Regions from separate parts of the Mus musculus genome. Here regions 1 and 3 are each linked to region 2. A link is a contact called in public Micro-C and targeted proximity ligation data. All regions are on one chromosome and are shown on one strand. The core of a region is the stretch at or near the end of the contact, and the rest is flanking DNA. Distances in the headings are between cores, read along the strand shown. Region 1 has its middle 48 kb from the start of Gm41829. Region 2 holds the start of Rcl1 (RNA terminal phosphate cyclase-like 1). Region 3 overlaps Ak3 (adenylate kinase 3).

Evidence for each region. A called contact is a pair of places that touch in the nucleus more often than the background predicts.
Region 1: a targeted proximity ligation map of CD8 T cells shows a contact between it and region 2, with 8 read pairs. A contact is called at or near these places in 2 of 39 promoter capture datasets (fetal liver and liver), 3 of 484 Hi-C or Micro-C datasets (CD8 T cells, the HL-1 cell line and nephron progenitors), 10 of 130 datasets of targeted methods (CD8 T cells, the SCID.adh cell line, bone marrow-derived macrophages and 5 more) and 3 of 9 other capture datasets (adipose tissue, liver and pancreatic islet).
Region 3: a contact with region 2 is called in a Micro-C map of stem cell-derived neural progenitor cells, with 4 times the contacts expected there. A contact is called at or near these places in 2 of 484 Hi-C or Micro-C datasets (rod photoreceptor and stem cell-derived neural progenitor cells), 4 of 130 datasets of targeted methods (the SCID.adh cell line, bone marrow-derived macrophages, embryonic fibroblasts and 1 more) and 3 of 9 other capture datasets (adipose tissue, liver and pancreatic islet).

Annotation. Positions count from the first base shown.
Region 1 is chr19:29,195,147-29,199,481 of GRCm38.p6, forward strand. No RefSeq gene overlaps it. Among named protein-coding and RNA genes, the nearest start is that of Gm41829, 48 kb to the right of the region's middle.
Region 2 is chr19:29,099,285-29,103,682 of GRCm38.p6, forward strand. It overlaps Rcl1 (RNA terminal phosphate cyclase-like 1), which reads left to right and starts at 2,091. Exons shown (of 9, transcript NM_021525.2): 1 at 2,091-2,356. The coding sequence starts at 2,221.
Region 3 is chr19:29,022,145-29,026,318 of GRCm38.p6, forward strand. It overlaps Ak3 (adenylate kinase 3), which reads right to left. Exons shown (of 5, transcript NM_021299.2): 4 at 4,068-4,174; 5 at 1-802. The coding sequence ends at 682. It also overlaps a transcript of Cdc37l1 not described here. Among named protein-coding and RNA genes, the nearest start is that of 1700018L02Rik, 23 kb to the right of the region's middle.

The DNA of each region.
Region 1 (4,335 bases), core at 1,150-3,649, 96 kb after region 2:
TAAGCAAGCCCCTTTTAAATGCTTTCTTTCATAAGAGTTTCCTTGGTCATGGTGTCTCTTCACAACAACAGGACAGTGACTAAAATAAAAACATTCAGCTTCCTGTCCTCAGGTATCTAGGTATTAGATGAAAACCATCCAAAGAAAGAGATGTCCCTAAGTTATCTTCCCCTGAGGCATGTCGGATGGCCGGAGGCTGAAGGCTCCACTCTGAAGGGAACCCATTTTTTCTTAAGAGGCACCTACATTAGACTTTACAAGTACATTATCAACAATGACTTAGAAGTAACTAGAACACTTATAAATTATTCTTGGATTCCTTTTCTTTTTGTCTGCAGGCAATTATTTCAGTCTAAGTTCTTACTGTAAGCTTTTGAAGGCCCTAGTTATCTAAATATAGTTTAATTTTGCCCATAGGCTTGAATGGTGGTTAGATAAATATAGAATTATGGGCTCAAAATAATTTTTCTTAGCACTGTCAAAACATTTCATTGTCCTCTGTCATTAATCTGAGATGAAAATCCTGGTGTTAACTTTGTTTTCGTTCTTTTCCCAGTCCCTTGCTGGAGACTTTCAGATTTCTCTTTTTCTTAGAATTCAGGTCCCTTTCCTGGGTTTGATTGTATTTTCCCTCATAAGAGGCACTCTGTGTGTCCTTCTTCTAATGTAAAGAATTGAGTCTCCACTCAGGAAATTCCCTTGATAATGTCTCCCTGTTCTCTAGTCTACCCCTACTATACCAACAGCCTGGCTTGTGGATGTTTCTGCCACATCTTGAATCTTTCCCACTATACCTCTACATCTTGTTTTTTGTGTTGCTCCCTGGGAAACTCCTTTGCTTAGTTTGCCAGCTCCCTGGTTCACTCTTCAGCCATCTTCACTTTGTTCTTCAGATCAATAGTGAGCTTTTAATTTTGGCAATGATGAGTTGATTTCCATGTACTCATTGGCACTTCAGTCCATTTTGTTCTTTGACATAACCAAATCTCTGGGGCTATTCATTATAATTTATAGTTTCTCTGTGGTACTCACATGTGTAACTAAAGTGTTTCCCGTTATTCTGTCAGAAAGCCCTCTTCTCATGACAATGGCTGCAAGACTCGTGCTCCAATATCTGCTTGCTTGCTTGTTTGTTTCAGCATGGTAATAAAAAGAAAAGCTACCATTTTAAGTGTGCAATGGCTTGATAACATTCACAGTCACCATGTTGTGTGATTATCGTCAAAATCCATTTCTAACAGATGCCATACCCGTTGAACTTTAGTGTCTTCCAGCTGCTGGCACCTTTTGTTATAATTCTGTGTTTCTAAAGATATCTCCTCATTGAGTGCCTCCTATCAGTTCAACAGCATAATATCTATCTTTTTGTGTCTGGATTATTTCACAGATTGTAATATTCTCACTGTTAACCCATGGTGTACCATGTATCACAATTCTAGTCTTTTTAGAAAACCGAATCTCAGTCTGAGTAATTCTGAGTTTAACTTCGTATGGAATGCCCTTGCCGATTTCCAGTGATTCTTTATTTTATAGCCCCAACAATGCACAATGCTGGTTTCTGCATATCGTCACAATACTTATTTCTTGTAAAGATATATTTATGTTTACATACCACTGTTGCAGCTCCTATGTAAAGTGGCATTTCGTTGTGATTTTAATAATTTACAGTTCTCTAATGACTTCCCTGTACTCACTGGGTGAGTGTGTCTTCCTGTACTCACTGTGTCTCCGAGTGTGTCTCTTTTGGGTTGAGAGTGTGAATTCGTCTGATGGAAAGGCTACTCTCCCTGTAGAGGTGCTAACCACAGCTTTGCTGGGACAATGTCTCATTCTTTGGTGAGCTACCTTCAGAAAGTCTCTCTCATATCTAAGTTTGGATAAAAGTCACAATCACTGGCAGAGAAGAGAATCTGATAGCTATTCCCTCTTGTATATTAGGAGTTTTAGCTGCAGATATCAGAACACCTAGGTTGTACGATTGTACAGTGCTGGTTTTTGTGAGTGTCTCAGTTTTCTGTCCAAGAAATTGGCTTCACACAAAAGTGAGGTGCCACATATCTGCTTAGTTTAATTTTGAGGCATTCTAGAGTTCTTTGGAGAAACTAATGTGTGTGTGTGTGTGTGTGTGTGTGTGTGTGTGTGTATCTCAAACCTGGGACAAATGGCTAATTGAGGTACCTATTTAGCATATCAAAGCAGACATGGCCACCAGATTCTCTTGGTACCCCTTAATCTCTACCTGTTACAGACTATAGCTGGCATACCCAGTCTCCTACCCTAATCTTTTTCAGTCCAGGGACTTTTACCCTTTTTCCATTTTGGCTTCTTGGTCTCCTGGTTCTCCTTTCTACCCTCACATGGCCTGGCTCAGTCATGTTCACTCTGGACTCTCCCAGATGTCTCTGCCTCTGTATGTTTTCACTTTCATATCTACAATAAACCTCCTCCGCCACACCTAGGTGTCATCATTTCCTCCTTTTTCTTTCTTCTTTTCATCCAATTTCCTCCACACCTCCCATTTCCTCAGGATCTACTCTCTTTTTGTCTCTCACCTAAAAAAAGAACAGGCTCCTAAAAGATAATAACCAAACATGACAAAATAAAATATAAGATGAAGCCAAACCTATCATCATGAAGTTGGACACTACAGAAGGAATAAAGTCCCAAGAGCGGGCACAAGAGTTAGCGACCCACTCATTCTCACACTCAGGAGTCCCACAAAAGTACTGAGCTAAAAGATAGATATACACACAGAGGGTCTGGTGCAGACCTGTGTCAGCCTTGTGCTTGCTGCTCCAGTTTCTGTGAACGCCTATGCACCCTGCTTACTTGCTTTCGAAGGTCTCATTCTCCTGGTGTCCTCTGGCTCCTTTGACTCCTACAATTCCCTGTGCTCTGAGACTCACAAGGTCTGTGGAAACATTCACTTTCCTTTCTGTTTGCTTTAGAGTTGTTTTTACATTTCCATTAACATTTCTTCTATTGGGATCAAATTAAGGATGTCAGGCTTCCCAGAAAGGAAGCCACTGAACCATCTTGTTGGCCATTTGTTGTTGTTTTAAATCAAATAGAAGACATTTTGTGAAGGAAGTATAAACAGAAATAAGTCAAGTGAATAAAATCTACATTTTGAAATACATAACGTTTCAAATCTTTGAAGAATGTGGCTGGTTAAAAATAAAAGCCCATGTTGTATGCTATACCTTTCTAACATAAACAAATGTTTAGTTAGCCATAGTATAGCTCAGCATACTCCAAATGTCATGATTTTTCTATTTCCTCTGCCTGAAATACTTATTTGCCTTAAAGCTCTCCATAGATGTAGTTATTTGTAGTTTAGTCTACAGACTAGTATTGTTAATCCTAAAAACACCAGTAGAAAGACCACTGGCTCAAATCACCATGGTCAAGGTTTTTATAGCTCAGGGTTAGAGGGTTTCCAAATGGAGGGTTTAACAGGTCAATGGGCAGGGCTATGGAAGCAGAACATAAGCATAACAAGGTGGTCACAACAAGGTAGCCATTACAACAGGTGGTCGTAACAGCAGGTCGTTGTAACCGGTTGAAATAAAGATAGAGTGGCAAGATGGTCATAACAAGTTTTTGAAACAAAGACATGGTTGCCATTTCCTGGAACAGGCAGTACAGAACCATTTGTAATTAATGCCACAGTGGGACATAGCCCAGCCCTTGAGAAACAGAGTTAATCATAAACAGGAATGAACTTAGTTTGTCTTCACTATATAATGGCTTTCAAGCCTTACTTAGAATTCATCAGAGTTGGCCTATGAACTCTTTATCACCTAGCCACAAGATCAGCATAGAAAATTAAAGAGAGCATTTAGAAACATATTTAAAAAGAGCTATTCCTAGGGCATTATGTACAAAAGGAGTGTACTCTTTAGAACAGAATAGTGACTTCAGGAGTTGTTGAATTCAGACTTGGGTATGGCATGGGCTGTATACGAATACAGCATAGGCTGCATGCTAGCTACACTCAGCCCATCTACAAAACAGTGCATAACATACTAGCACAGTCTGGCCGCCCATGGCAAGAAGCACAAGGAGTATCCTCTACACAATTCAAAGCCCTCAAGTTTTGTAAGTCAAATCATTTATCTGTTTCTAAGCACAGTGTAATGACCTTTCCTTATCTACTGGAGTTTGACATCTTCCTCCTCCTTCTGCTTTACCTGGGTAATTAATAATGAACAGAAATGTGTCGTCTGTGGTTCTGGAGGCTGAGCTGTCTAAGATGGAGGGATATACCTAGTGAGGGCTTTCTTCTGTGTTATAGGTGGGGGAGGACATCACGGCTAGAGGAGAAGGGAAGAG
Region 2 (4,398 bases), core at 841-3,340:
TGCAATGTGGACAGGACTTGGTGAAACAGCTCATCTTTACCTCAGATGGCATTAGTGAAGGTGCTACCAAAGACCAGTCAGGGAGTCTAGGGGTGATGAGTGAAACTGTCTGCTGGCTTACTCGATACCCTGTCTGGCACTTGATTCTGGCTACTGGGCCAGTTAGCTCTCTTCTATGTGGCTTTTGCTGCATTCCAACTATGCTGAAGACGCTTCTCCCCTACCCCCGCATCCCCCAGAAGGTTTAGAAGTCTAAAAGAATAGCTTAGTAAATGGAGCTGTCATTGTGATTCTGCCATTTACTGTGTTGCTTACAACAAGCTCCCCCTCCCCCTTCTACATCTCAGTTCTCAGATTTTATAAGTCAGGACTTATTCTCAATTGCCCAGAAGACGCGGAGGCAAAAAATGAGAGTGGACATAATTTATTTGAGAGTTATTTCTAGCACGTATCAGAGAGAAGCTGGGAAGGGATACAGGGAAAGAAGCCAGGAGATGGTGCTTAACCAAGAGGATGCCACAGCCAGAAACTGGAGCTGAAAGGACACCCCAGAGTTACCTCCTGGATGTGCAAAGAGAGCCTGGGTATTTCCATGTCAGCCCAGGACAGTCATTGCCTGAAGACTAGGAGAATTGATACCTCAGTACTATTGGCCTGCAATTCCAGGTGGGTTTGAAAATCTAGAAGCAGAGGTGAGACGCTGATGGAATAAAACTCAGAAGGTCTCCATTGAAAGCAGTGAGCTCTGAACGGATGTGAGCATTCTTTATTGAATAATATCTTTTTTCTAAAGACTATTGAGTAATTAAACGAGATAGCATTAAAAAAGAAAATGAAAAATCCATTCCTGATGTGAAAGTACCCCTGGTGCTTTAGTATTCTTCACAACAACGTTTAGAGGAGAGCCTATGGGTCCTGGAGCTTTTCCAAAGAACGCTGCCTGTCAGATGCCGCTTAGCTGTGTAAAGGCAGTCTTAACAGAATGGCGTTGTGGTAAGTGGGTTAGCTGCCTCAGTGGATTTCAGGGCTGATCCGTAGACTCTTCTCTGATGGCCACTGATGCTCCTCGGGGTTTCCTTGGGACTCTCACTCGCTTAGGATGGCCCCCTTTTTTTTCTTTCTCCAGCTTCTACTCCATCCTTCACTGTGCTTTCTGGGACTTAAGGTCTGGGGTTACAGCCCGTGAATGGCTGGCTGTAAACCTAACACTAAGACCACTGCGTTCCTAAGTTGGTAGTCATTTGATTGTTTTTTTAATGGAGGCGTGAAACAGTACAATATTTAGAAAGGTTTTGTAGTGCAAGCTTGGATGACAGGACAGATGGAAAAGCAAGATCTCCACCCACCCATCCCCCGTGCATGCATGAGCATGTATGTCTTGAAGTTATTGCAACTGTCCATTTTGAGTCATGCGAGGTTACAGATATGTCTTGACACCAAACTCAAAGAATATGAACGAAGGGGCAGCTGAGAAAGGGACAAAGAGAGGCCCCTCATTACAAAATAAGCAGCGGTCTCTTGTCTAAAGGCTCGGGGTCCTAGTTCAGGCAGCCTCTGACAGCTTGGCAATTTCCCGGGAGTGAAAGATTGCAGGCTGCACCTCAGAGGATTTCGGCTCAGACCCAGACAAGGCGCCTACAACAGGGTAAGCGTGTCAATCCTGTTCTCTTCGGTGGCAGGAAAACGCGGGAGAGGCTAGCTAGCATCCTTGCCCGGGGCTGCCGTAGGTACGTTGCTAAGTACCACCAGCTGTGGGCACCCAGGCGGAGCCATTGCCTCCTTTATCGCATAGGCCGTGAAAGTCCGGCACAGACAGACAGACAGACCCCCAAGGCGTCTGGGCGCCGGGGTTTCCCCGCAGCACTAACTGGGTCCCTCCAGCCGCGCGCTGTTGCTGGGGCCCGGGCACCGCCCTCTTTCACTACCGGCCAATGGCAACGCGGCATGAGCACCGCCCAGCTACAGCGCAGACCAATGGCGACGCAGAGAGGGCAACACCCAGATCCCTCGTGGGCCAATGGTAGTGTGCCTCGGAGGCCGGGCCGCCCCAGCCAGGGGAGGAGGCGGGCGGGCGGCCGCTGGCTCCGCCCCGCTCCCCTCTGACCCGGTGTCTAGTCGCTCTGTCTTCCTGTTCTAAACCACGTGGACGCGTCGGGGGCTGCCTTGGTCCTGGTCGCGCTCCCGGGTCCCGGGTCCCGGGCCTCTGCGGACGGCGCGCACATGGCGACCCAGGCGCACTCACTCAGCTACGCGGGGTGTAACTTCTTGCGCCAGCGGCTGGTCCTGTCCACCCTGAGCGGGCGACCGGTCAAGATCCGCAGGATTCGCGCCAGGGACGACAACCCGGGCCTCCGAGGTGACTTGGGAGGGGGCGCGAGGAGGGAGGACCCGGGGTCGTAGCCCGGAGTGGCCACTGGGCGCGTGGGAGGGATGGTGGTCGGGCGACAGATCTGTCCGCGAGCTGCGCCACGCGTGGAAGGATGCCCTGTGGCTCCTGGGCACGGGTAGTAAACAGCTGCACGTTTTCCTGGCTAGCTTGTTGCTACGAATCGTAGGCATCGCCCACTCGCTTCCCTCTCTTGAGTCTCTTGCTTTCGCCATAAACCTCCCTGGAGAAAAACAAACAGTTTATTGGACCAACATCTAGTGATTGAGTGAGACATTAGAGAGAAAAGTACCACAGATTGGTTTCCCAATCTCATCCAAAGCAGGTCTCTGAAACCGCTGCCCCGCTTGGACACCAGTTTTTGTCGCCATTATTTATCTCCTCCCCCCCCCACCACACCCCCGCCCTATCTCTTCGGAAGTGTATTATAAAATTTTATTTTTAAACGATGCGCTTGTTTCTATTAGTCACCGATGTGCGCAGTAGCGAAGCTTTGTAATAGGGTTTTGTTTTGTTTTTCTTGAACCGGAGTCTCATGTTGCTCAGGTTGCCTTCAAACTATGTATGTAACTGAGGATGCCCTTCAAGTCCTGTTCCTTCTACCTCCCCACCTCCCGAGTGCTGGGATTACAGGTCTGCTCCTGAGCGCTCAACCAAGATAGTTTTTACGTCGTAGACGTAGTTGTCTTGGCTTAAGGAAAAGGAAGGCCAAACATTAAACTGCAGGCTTCAAAGGTCTTATTGATTTATCTGTCTCACAAAGGTAGATAGATAGGTTGAACCCATCATTTGAACCCGCGTCTTGTTAAATGGCTTTGGTTTGCAGCTGTTCCCCTAGAATTTAGGTGCGTGTTCAAAAGTGTCTCCAAGATCCCTTCTGATAAAGACAATTGAACCAATTAAAACCAAAAAGAGAAAAAAAAAAAAAACTATCAGTAGCCTGAAAGGGGGGGGGGGGTTGTAGTTCGTTCAGGAGACCTCCTGGGTCAGGCTGGTATGTTTATTTTTGCGAGGTTTTTTTTTTTTTTTTTCTTTTCTTACTAGAGGGCTAGATTATTTCATCATGTCTGAATTTTTTTTTAATAATTTCATTGCTACCACTGTAAACGTTTTGTGCATGGTGATGGAAATAGGTTAGGAAAGAAAAAAAAAACAGAAGGCTTGTTAAGGGAGTGAGTAAAGTCTGTCTTCCCTGTTGGAGAGAGCACTGGGCTTGGTGACACAGCCTTGTAATCCTAGCACTCTGTAGGCTGAGGCAGGAGGATCCCAAGTTCAAGGCCAGCTTGGGCCACACAGTGTGTCTCTGAGTTAGAGGTCAGCCTGGTCTACACTTGTGAGTTCTTTTTTTTTTTTTTTTGGTTTTGTTTTTTTGTTTTTTGTTTTTTTCTTTTTCGAGACAGGGTTTCTCTGTGTAGCCCTGGCTGTCCTGGAACTCACTTTGTAGACCAGGCTGGCCTCGAACTCAGAAATCCGCCTGCCTCTGCCTCCCGAGTGCTGGGATTAAAGGCGTGCGCCACCACCGGCTGGCTCACTTGTGAGTTCTAACCTAGCCAGAGCTGCATAGTCAGACCTTGTTTTGGGAAAAAAAAAAAACAAGACCGTTTAACAGAAACAAAACCTGAAAGCAAACAGTCAAAAACCTCAGAGTTTGAGGAGAGATGATGACTAAATTGGTTGTACTCCATTCTCTCAAATCTCTTACCCCCACTCCCTCTGCACCCCCAGTTTTAAATCTGGTCCTTGGGAGAGGTTATTGCTTGGGCTGCTGTGTTGTGTTTCCAACCCCAGATTAGCCTAGAGACCTTGCTTCTACTGTGACCACTGGGCACAAGGTTTTACTTTAATTAATTAATTAATTAGTTAATTAATTAATTAATTAATTAATTAATTAAGATTGCAAGTGCTTTAGCATGGAGACTTGGGCTTTCTTTCACAAATATGTTACCCATAAGATAGAATTCAGAGTTGACTTGATAGGTGCCTTCTAATACAGTATTTCAATGTTTCTAGGA
Region 3 (4,174 bases), core at 1,102-3,601, 77 kb before region 2:
TGCCATTGTCAGTGCCAGTGCTGCTCCTAGAACTTCAGTCAGAACCTAAGTCATACACCTTGGTCCATATCCAAGTCACACGTCCCTACGTGCCAGTGGCTGCATTTTCACAGCAGATTGGATAAGTAGAGGACACACAGCATGGTGGCCTGTTCCCTTGGCTTTTCCTGTTAAGGTAGCAGTGAGTTTACATTTAACATCTGTAAAGCCTGTTGCTTGCTTTCTGAAATCTATAGACAGTGTCTTCTAATACCACATCCCTTCAGGCCAGAAAACATCTTCCTGAATTGCAGTGGGCATTGGCTTATTGAAAAGCCTCGAATGAGATTATTTATCTGCCTTGAATGGTAAATTTTTTTTGAACTTTTCCAGAAAAACATGAAAATGTGATCAACCACTTTGACTAACTGAACAGAAGGTTAGATGGTCACCAGTTGCTCTCCGAGTTAGTTTGTTTCAACATCTCTGACGTTTTCCAATTGCACGTCCACAGAAGACAACCAGGTCCTAGATTAAACATGTGAGGCTATTTTAACAGATCAGGCTAAGTATCTGACTCATTTGGCTTAGCCATTAGGAATAAATCATAATTTTTAGAGAAGTCTTAGGAAAAGAGCTTTGAGATACAGAGGCAAGAAGAGGAGAGGAGGCCCTGCCTCATCCTGCCAGTTGCTGCCCTCTTCAGGGAGTAACAGAGGCCTTTTGGGTAGTTTCTGGAACTTTCGTCTGTAGGAAGGAGTATACGTGGGGCCAGATCTTGTTGGTTTCTGTTCCAGAGAATGTTTCCAACACCCCTTTTTTCCTAAAGATGAAAAACAAAATAGGTAGGTAGATTATACAGATCTGAATGTCCTAATGCGCTTTTTCCAAACAGTTTGTAAAGTTCATGTGAGTTTAGAAGTCCTGATGTGTATTTAGGTCTCTGATCCAGGGGCAAGAAACTTGACTGGACAATGCAAACTGTAGACTGCAGTTCATGTTTTGTCTTCTGGCATAAAGAAAGGGGCTCTTTAAAAGGCTGTCAGCTGTCATACTGAGACTTTGTTGTTGGTTAAGCCTATACTAACACTTTACAGCATGCCAAAAGTCCAGATGCTCCTCCTCCTGGCAGATACACTTGTCTTCTGGGTAGGTACTCAGCCTCAGTCCCCAGGTTGGCGGATTCAAAACGGGGCCATCAGCCTCCAGGACATCACCTTAGCCTTGCTTTGTCCACAGAAGTCTCTAACACTCATTATCCTATCTTTGACCGAGTTCCCTTTTCTCCACTGTTCTACCTCCCTGACTTGTTTTTTCTGTCAGGGTTCTCCGTTTATTCTTGCGGGTTGTCTGGCTCATCACTATACGGACCAATGGTTGAATATTTATTTTTGTTCCAGTGCTCAATAGGGAAACGGATGAAGAGTGGCCCTCAGAATCCCGGGATTTGCTTCTCAGAACCACCTTAAGGTTCTGAACACCCCTAACCCACACACGTTTCTTGGGCGTGCACACTGGTTCGCAAGTCATCCATGGGCCAGATAAAGAATGCTTGATTTATGACTTTCCAAAACCAGGCTGTGATGGCTCTGCGCCTTTCTCACTGGGCTTTCACTTGGACAAAGGGGTCCCTTTATTGACACCTTGTAACATTTGTGTGGTTAACTTAAATAATAGCCGCTGCTTTCTAAGTAAACTAGCATTGCTTACTGAGAAGAAATGCAAAGGGGGTTATTTGTTGTAGCCGTTTAGCATGTAAAGTCACAGGCTGGTAGAGCTTTCAGAGAAAGCAAGCTTTGAACAAGATGCTTTAGTCCTGAGCTATGGGGCCAGGAGTGCATTGTTGCCTGACTGTTCTATCCTTAAGATGTACCACGTGAACGTTTGCCAATTATAATTGCTCTGCAATGGAATGGAACCAGCTACAAAAAACTAGTCTTCTAAAGAGTAAGAACATCACATCTCCGATCAGATGAACATTCCAGGCTGGAAAGAATAGGGCTTTTTAAAAATAAGCGGTTTAAGATAACAATACCGGCTACTATGTAGCTTCTTTTTAAGGCTCTTCCTGTTTTCCTGTAAGCCCAGAGGTAAATGCATGGGATCTTAGGCAGAAAAGCTTGAATTTGTATGGAAGAAGTGGCAAGAGCCCAAAAAGAAAGACACCCTCCACCCAACCCTGGGCTCCCCAGTCGCTGGTTTCTATAGTTTTTCTCAACTTGCCACATTTTGACAGAACTAATCCCTACGGGTACTTCCTCTCTTCACAGTCCCTTAGTGGTGCTTTTTATCTGCCCAGACAAAGCACCCTCTGTTCTGTGTCCTGTGAACAATCACGCTCACCACACTCGGTACATGAGGTTCTAGTAAGATTGTTCCCAAACCTCACAACAGTGCGTGGCTGGAGCTAACCACCATCAGCCCCATGACTTTGGCTGGGCCGTGGGGAGGTGGGGCGGACTGTCCCTACTGTTCAGTTAACTGAAGCTGGCAGGAGCTGAGCTAAAATCAGAAGACACTGCAACCGCTGGTGACTGAAGCCCCAGGGCCAGCTGGCTGTATTTGGAGCCTACCCCCCCACCCCCCGCCCCCAACACCATTTGTTTAAGCCAGTGTGAGCAGTTTCTGATGATAATAAGCACATGTTATATCTCACTGCTGATAAATCTTGTTCGCCCAGTTCTCATTCTTGGAGGCTCATAGGAACTGAGTCTGATTGTCTGCATGGACAAGGACCTGGCACAGCGCCAGCAGAGCACCCAACATCGATTCAGTAGCCGAGGATTCCTCAAGCCTTTCCCAGGCTTCTCACTTCAAGTCTCTTCTGGTTCTCTAAAGCAATATACTATATACCGACTGACTGAAGTAAGGAGTCGGTGACACGGAGATGAAAAGCCTTGTCATAGAGCTGTCAGTCTTCAGAGGCAAACTTGATAGACAAATACAAACTTAAGTGATGGCTGCTGTAGAAAGTGAATTGGCAACTCTTGTAATTTCACCCTCCAGAAATAAACTATTAGAAGTATTGGGACAGTTTGGAGGCTGGCTATGAATTTTCCTGCATACTTATCCCAGTGCAGCAGTAATGGCCACAACAACAGCTAATATATGTCCAGTGCGTATTGTGCACCCGGGACAACTCACTTTCAAGCCTCCAGCCTCACCTACGTCTCATGAAAGAGAAACCAGACAGAGGTTAAGCAAGAAGTGAAGGCCATGTTAATGAAATACTAAGCTGGGGTTTGAACCTAGGCCTTCTGACTCTGGTATCAATGCTAGTTTTGCAACAGCAGGTACTGCTTTGCCCCTGAATCGTGCGGGATACAATGAAAGCAAAGAGTAGCACATTTCCTGGAAGAAGGAAGGGTGGAGGAGACCAAACTGCTTCTTGGCCTGAGTCAGGTATCAGCTCTAATAGTTCTCATATTCTCTAAGATACAGATGTCCTTGTAGAGCAGACAAAAATGTGAGTGAGCTTTCAAAGACATTTGACCACATACGTGATCCTAAAGCTTGCTGCCATTTGAAATTCTATGCTTCAGTGTCCTCTCAGCACACTTGGTGGGCACTACTGTAACTGGTGCCCCAGCACTGCTTCCAGCCATCCACTCCATGACAGAATGTGGGTGGAAATGGAGCCTCCAAGCCTTGGATGTGGACTAGTCTGTACTGGCCCTCCCAAGCCCCAGGACTGATGTTGGAACTGGCAGAAGCCCAGCCCTGCAACAGTAAGTATGAGGTTTCCTGAGCATGGCTGTTCTGTCTCATAAGAATGATGTTCAAAGCAAAAGTTTGTTTACTTAATAAAAGGTCTACTCAGCCCTTCACGAAAGAGGATGGCATGGCCTTTCTGGCAAAACCAGCAACCACGCAGGAACGAGGAGGACCAAGTCAGTACATAAAAGCAGGCGAACCCAGGAGACTGAAGCCCTGCCTACTTTCTGGTCGTCTTTTCTTTACAGAAGCCTAGAAATGTCCTTAATGCTTAAACCAGCTGGGATCAGGTCCTCTGGTAGCTTAGTATTTCAGCTGTGCAGTATGGAAAGTCAAAACCTTGCTTGTGCAAGCTGAGAAGAGCAAGAACTCACTGGTAATACTGCAGGACCGGCTCTGTCTGGGCTTCATAGGCCTTTAGTCTCTTGATCACTGTCTCTGGTTTGTCATCCTCGCGCTGAATCAGAGGTTCTCCGGTCAG